2 separate regions of the Onychostoma macrolepis genome follow, and region 1 is linked to region 2. The links are chromatin contacts, called in public Hi-C maps. All regions are on one chromosome and are shown on one strand. Each heading gives the region's core, a stretch centred on a gene start, on an enhancer-like site or on the middle of the called end of the contact. The rest is flanking DNA. Distances are from core to core; before and after follow the strand shown.

What was found. A called contact is a pair of places that touch in the nucleus more often than the background predicts.
Region 1: a Hi-C map of muscle shows a contact between it and region 2, with 17 times the contacts expected there. The contact joins the promoter of sema4ba here to the promoter of zgc:162879 in region 2. A contact is called at or near these places in 2 of 2 Hi-C or Micro-C datasets (both in muscle).

The regions. Positions count from the first base shown.
Region 1 is chr18:15,140,260-15,143,993 of ASM1243209v1, forward strand. sema4ba (sema domain, immunoglobulin domain (Ig), transmembrane domain (TM) and short cytoplasmic domain, (semaphorin) 4Ba) reads right to left here and starts at 1,376. Exons shown (of 19, transcript XM_058751467.1): 1 at 1,234-1,376. It overlaps znf710a (zinc finger protein 710a), which reads left to right and starts at 1,312. Exons shown (of 5, transcript XM_058751475.1): 1 at 1,312-1,440. The coding sequence starts at 1,414.
Region 2 is chr18:14,997,471-15,000,901 of ASM1243209v1, forward strand. It overlaps zgc:162879 (ras and EF-hand domain-containing protein), which reads right to left and starts at 1,756. Exons shown (of 17, transcript XM_058752352.1): 1 at 1,233-1,756; 2 at 554-706. The coding sequence starts at 1,543.

The DNA of each region.
Region 1 (3,734 bases), core at 126-2,625, 140 kb after region 2:
CACTGCGCTCATGGGAAACTCGGGATAGGAAATGATCTAAACCGCCATCAGCAAGACAAAAAGCATCAGGCCAATACTAGTCTGATCATCTCAGAGCGTCTCTCAGGACATTATCTCATCGGCTCTCTGAAAGTGAGAAACTGTGAAGAGACTGACAATACATTTGATCTGGAACTGCCTGATTAATGGTTATAATTAACAGCATGTTTCTTTTCATCAAGAAAGAAAGAAAGAAAGAACTTTAAGCAACTTTTTGATGCAGAAGCCAAATGAAAGTACTGCCATCTAGTGGTAAAAGAAGTCCATAAATAGCCTTGCTATGAGACAAATTGATAACCAATGAAAGTGATCTATCTACTTTGCAAACAGCCTATATGAATTACAAACATTTATAAAATATAAACATTTTATACACATTATTAGTTATTAAACTCAAAATAACTTCAATAACTGTCCATATTCGGTGCTAAATGCTGAATATGAGCACATGATTTAGCTCAGTTTTTTTTCTGTGTTTGTTTGTTTGTTTGTGGTGGAAATGATGCCATTGTGGGACAGTAATATTTTTTTTTCAAAACATAATTTTACTCAAATACTGAAGTTGTTGATGCACATATTTTAAAAATAATAATGATAACAATAATAATAGTTTATGATGGATTGTGTTGTTTTAAAATTTAAAGGGTAAAACAACAAAAAATATATACTTTGCCATTTTTTTTAATGAGGTTTTGCAAATTTATAAGAATGTGAAGCTTCTTTGAACTCTGAAGAAGAGCAAGACACCATCTTGTGGATACAAGTGTCATTGCAGCACAAAAAAATTAGCACTTATTGCCTGGCATGCTAATCTTTAAAGTTTGTCAGTTGTTAAAAATGCCACGATGTCAGATCTGCGTAATGTATTTAGTACGACTTGTAAGCACGTAGCCTAACTGTTGTAGTTATTTAACCTACTAACCGAACAAGTCCTCTTCAAACACATCTATAGTCACTTTATCACAAAATAACTTTAAGACCAAATTAAGCGTCTTTTCAGGAAGTGTCTCTTTTAAAATAATAAATTAGTGTAAAACTCATTTATCCTGCGGTACCTAGTCTGCCCTATAGAGGGCAATGGATCATAAATAAAAGTGCCAATTACCAATCGTTTGTTTCCACTCATTCGACTGGAGTTAAACTCATTCGAGCATATCACAAATCAGCGGTGAACTGGCATCTGAACATTCTTACATGCATGTTCTTTTCCCTCAGTTGGGTGACGTTAATTAATTGACAGCCGCAGTAAAGTGCCTCTGGTCCGTGCTCGCTAATGGCTCGCCTTTACGTTCCTTCAAGTCGATTAGGGGCCAAACGAATGGAGACCCGTGATACCTGAGTCGTGAAGTTGGAAGGGGCGTGTCTATACCTAAGATGGCGGAAAGCTACCTGCAGTCGATGGTAATAAATAGTTTCTCAGAGTTATTTAATTTAATTGTTATATTTAATAAATAATCATAGTCTACCCATGTAAAGCTAATTCTTTGCTATTTTATTTTAATTTTTTTGAAAAAAAAAAAAAAAATGACATGCCTTTAATGTTGTGAGTAGTATAGGTGTAGGCCTATTTAGCCTATTTATGCCTACTTAACAGCAAAAAAGTGCCTATTTTGCTTCAGAGTTTAATTAAATTGCTTGAGGTCAATGAATCTCTAGCAGTGTTAGACGTGCTTTTTTGAATAAGAACTTCCTTCACAACTGTTAAAAAAAGTAAGTTACTCTATGAATGTGTGTAATATGAATGTTGGCATTGTTATAAGGCCTACCAGCATGAGTAAAGCCTATTATCTTCCATTCAGTTATAGGATAGCATCCATCGAATGCACACTTAAGAATCTCCGCGAAAGTAGTAGGTTATCCGGGAACTTTTTGCCTACAGTTTTAAGAATTCTGTGAATTTGGACATACTACTCTGTTGTTGTTGTTTTTTTCTAGTACATATATGGAAGTATGCATATTCAGTTGCAGCCTCTTAGTTGTTTGTTACTAGCGAGTGTCTAATTTTACAATGGTATCAAGTTGCAGATCATTTTCTGCACACCCGTTGGTAGCCTTCACATCATGTTGGTTCCGAGCACATGAATCAAATTTGTATTTACAAGTGGGAAACTCTGCATTCTAGATGATAGGCTACACAAATTGCCGAGTTGTGACATTGTAAGGGCTTGTTCATTTGAAACATGCATGGCAGAAACACTCTCAGAGATCAGGAAGTCTGTAGTGAAGTTAATCACTCAACTTCACGGTTCGTTTTATGTAACGAAAACACATTTAGTTGTGTTGCTATAAGGTATGGATATGAATAATTTTAATCATTTTGAATTCAGATGTAGTTATTTTGGATTATTGTTTTATTTTAAGGCTACTTCCTTGTTATGTTTTCAACTTAAATGTGTGATGTCCTAAAAATGAACGCCCAACTAGGAGGCAAAAGCTTTCGAAATTCACTTGAAGGCAGCAATAAAACCTGAGAGAGACTCAAGTTACCATGTTCGTTTAACCAATAACCTTTCAATGTGGTGGAGAAGAGAACCATTTCAGTTGTGAATTTTTCTTTTCTTTTTTTTTGAAGCAAAGCATCCCTGTTAGCTGAAGCTGTTTCTGTCAGATACATACGTCTGTCTCCATTTAACCATAATGTACATTTGTACACAGAGAAAGGAGCATGTGGGTCAAAGACAAGATGTCCTATTTTGGTGTCCACATCAAATTAATTTACAAAATTATTTTATACAGAAGTAAAACGTCAAAATATGGGTGAATTAATATTTCATCACCATTCAGCTTAACGGATCTAATCTAAGAATCTAATTATTCTTGTTGCGATTCTGAATATACCTGACAATTTTTTTTTTTTGGTAGAAGAACTATTGGTAAATGGAACACATTATGGGGACACGTTTTTTATTGTTTGTTTGTCTTTGACCCATGAGTTGGAGATAAAAATCCATTGTTATTCTCCATGTTTTGTTCTCTCCAATAACGACAAAGCATTCAAACGTAGCGTACACATAATTATAACTTGAGAAGGGACAAATACGATCTTTTGACAAGCATGACTGGCATGTCCAACATTCCCAATCATAATTATAATATTAGTGAGCATGAATGTGTAGTTTCCAAATTGTCAATTCATATTTACGATAACTAATGTGCATAAAGGCAGCATTTGGAAAAAGTAACATAATGGTAAGGAAAAAAATGTAAGTGCGAGTTAGAATTATTGTATTTAACGTTTTGAGTGGTTGCCATGCAGTGCATTGCAATGCAATAGCTAAAGTGTTCAACTCTGTTCTGCATGTTGAAAGATTAAGGCTTTTCCCAACTCTGTAACTCAGGTATCAAAATTATGCGTACTTCACAGGCTACTGGAATTATCACAAACACAAATTGCGGTGACTTGACAGTTCAAATTGTAACTCTGACTTAAGACTAATGTGCTCTTCAAGTGGAGATGGAAATATCGTAATTATGAGTTCCCGAGGACACATGAATGACCAAGCAAAGTGGGAAACTCAGAATTCTACATAATACACAAGTTGACAAATTGTGATGTTGGAAAGTGTGTAAATTACAAGAATATGCCTTAGAGATTTTTTTGGGGGAAAAATGAGCTGTTTGGCACATGCACAGCTCTGGAGTTGTTGTGATTGGCTGCCAGGACATTGTCATGCAATAGCTAAAGTGTTCTCAGT
Region 2 (3,431 bases), core at 506-3,005:
ATGATGAGCTTAGTAACTCAAGCCTAATTTTCCTCCTTCTAAGCTTCCTCCTTCCTTAGAAATGGTAGAAGTTTTCTTCGTTTTAACAATGAAAGCTTTGTAACTGGAATTCATTAAACACTTAAAACAGAAGAAATACTTCCTGGACAGAAAAAAAAAAAAAAAAAAAAGGCCAGTGCTTCTGTTCACCATAAAGTGCAATACATGCCAAGTTCACAATTGTTGATTCATTATTCTGATATTGAACATTACGGTCTTATTTCACATACTGCTGTATTATATTACATTCAATAATGGTTTCATTATATCCTGAAAATATTCAAGGGGGCAGCAAAGAGACAAATTTAAAATAATTATTAATTAAAATACTTAAAAGCCTTTGTAATTAAAATAGCCTTAAAATGCTTACAAAGATGTAAAAATGTATGACTTTAAATCAATGTGCAATTATCACATATCAGCTGGTCATGACAATCTGAAAGAGCCAAACCAGCTGTTGTAAATAGTGAATCACCACAGCATCCCAGCTGAATACTGGAAATGATCCGCTCACCTTCGTAGACTGGTCTCGAGTTGTTCACTCTCCATCCTGTGCTCTTTGCTCTCAGCTACAAGAGCCTTGATGAGATCCTCATATTGCTGCAGTAACAGCTCATCTGATGTGGAGTGGATCTGTTCATACAACTCCCTCAATTCATCCCACTGTCTGCAGACAAGAAAAAGAAAGCAGCAAAATAAGACATATACTGTATGTGACTGGATGAAAAAGTGAATCCAGTTGTAAAGGCAGATACTGGCATGAATTTTACATACATACACATATATTTTAAAGTCAAAGTGTTCTAGTGCAGTCCAAAGATTATAAACAGGAGGGAAAAAAAGCTTGTGTAAACTATATAGACAGACAAATATGGACACCGCACAGACTACCGTTTTTTATATAGCCTACAACTAGTTATAAATACAGTAAGCTAAACCTAACAGATTTCTGCATTTTTCGCTTTAAAAATAAAATTATACTTCAATAAGAGCAGGTTGTGTCAGATTTAGCTCACTTCTGTGTACAGATTTGTCCCAAAAGTCCCACAAGTAGGCTAGGCTACACACAAACATGCAATTTATTTTAAGACTTCTTTTTTAAAAAAGAAAAAATCTTCTTTTGGCTTCTCCCTTGTCAGTAAATGCTTATCAAAATAAGTGAAGCTGAACTTTACAAGTAAAAATGTAGTTACCTTCCCAAATAAAAGGCCACATCTCCGTCTAATGTGTTTTCAAACTCATCCCAAGCGCTTCTCTGACTTTGCAAACTGTTTCCCAACAAAGCCAAATTGAGGGCTTCGGAAACTTCATGAAAGCTTGACGAAAAATCGTTAAAGTTAATGTATCCGTCTCCGTCCAGATCAAACTTGTTGAATAAAGTCCTGATCTCTTCAGCAGGCACATTTAACTCGCGACAAACATTGGTAAAGTCCTCGTATTCCACTCTTCCTGACTTATTCCCATCACATGCTGCAAAAAGTCTCCGAAGGTCAGTTTGGTTCATATTTTCACTAGACGAGGACAAACAAACTGTGATACAAAATACACCTGTGCACAAAGATAATGTTTCGAAAACGTGGAAGTGATAAAAAGAGGAAAGTGTGAAAAGAAATGAACGCCAAAGGTTCGTGATCTAACGTAGCCTACATCACCAACAGGTGCGCAGAAACCTCGCGCTGAAACTACAGCTTAGATGAAGGCATGAGTGATTGCTCATTATCTCGCATTGTAACAAGTTGAACTCAAGTTAGTGTGTCATTGGTTAGTCATGAAGGTAGGCGTGCTGTAGAAGTGTACAACAATCTGAGAACCAGCCCACATTTTGGTCTAGTCAGTTAAAACTAGAGCTGGGAATCGATTCCAAAAAGAATCGATTCCTCGATTCCGAGGCGTTGGGAATCGAGAGTCGATTCCGATTCCATCAAGAGGAATCGACTCCTCATTCAGAGCTCTTTTCAGTTCAACAAAGCTAATCTATGGGTGCCTCTCAAACGGAAGGCTGCATCCTACGAAGGCTGCACACATTTAAATTCACGAAAATAAACTGAAAGAAAACGAGTCGGTACTGAGATCATCAGAATTTGAGGATGCAGCCTTCCGTTTGAGAAGCACCATTCGCCTCCCTCATGCTCGATAAAAGCCGTAATTACGAGAGTTGTGAGATAAAAGATTATTTTTTATATATGAAAGATCTATTTCATTTTTATATTTACCCTTCGCCTCATGCTCGCAAAAAGTGATTAGAAGTCTGATTCGTTTCCACGAAAAGTTTCTTTCGGATAGTTTTAATGAACCAGTTAAAAAAAAAAAAAAATTATTCAGGGGTTATTTTATGCTTATGTTGTCCACAATTTTGAGCGCTGCACGACAGAATAGATCATGACGTGATTGAGGATCTTATTTCCATCTAAAATACTATTTTTTATTTCTATCAGCCAATGATAATTCTAAAAGAAAACGTCTCGAGCAGATCAGTGGCCGAGCATCTGATTGACAGATAAACCACGAGCTCTATCAGTGTTATTGTTAATGTTCTGGTTATTATGTTTCAATGTACAGTTTGTTAATTTTATCCAAAGCATACAGTCAAAGTAAACTTCATCATTCAGCTGAACTGTGCACATTTATTTTAGACACTTCATGTCTTGTTCAATTCATGCGATAAATGCTATGACTAATTTCACGGGCAAAGCAGACAAAATTACAATTTAAAAATCAATCATATAGCTATAGAAATTTATTGTCATTTTTTACAAATAAAGCTTCATATTATGAGAAGGACACTTTTTACGACCTTTATATCCTGCAGTCATGGCGAGATTAGGTTCCTTCGATCTAAAAAAACAAAAACAAAACAAGAATCGAAAACAACAAGAGGAATCGATTCTCGGAATCGATTCCCATCGATTCCAGAACCAGGAATCGGAATCGGACTCGATTCCAAAAATTTCTGAATTTTACAGCCCTAGTTAAAACTAGCAACAACAACAAAACAAAAACCGCCAAAAGACCAGCCTGACCAGGGGTGCACATATTTTATGTGCTTTCTAATTACAAAAGAATAAAATTATACAGTATAGTGAATAAGGGAAAGAATAAAAATAGTAAGGAATAAAAAAACAAGGGAATGATACATGATAATGAACTTAAAGGCCCATGTCAGTCGCTGCTTTCAGAGAGTTTTATATAGTCTGTGGAAAGCGCCTGTACTTTATTTCCCTTCAGGTGTGGACTGCTCTTTATCTGCTGAAGGACATTTGCCTGTCTTTGTTTGGTAATGTCCACGCCACATTGTTAGCTGTACTCTCGTTTTCCATACAATTCAAAGATTTCTTCTCCGAATTCCACAAAAAAGCTAACAAATATCTCAAAGTAAACTAAAAAAGTTAACA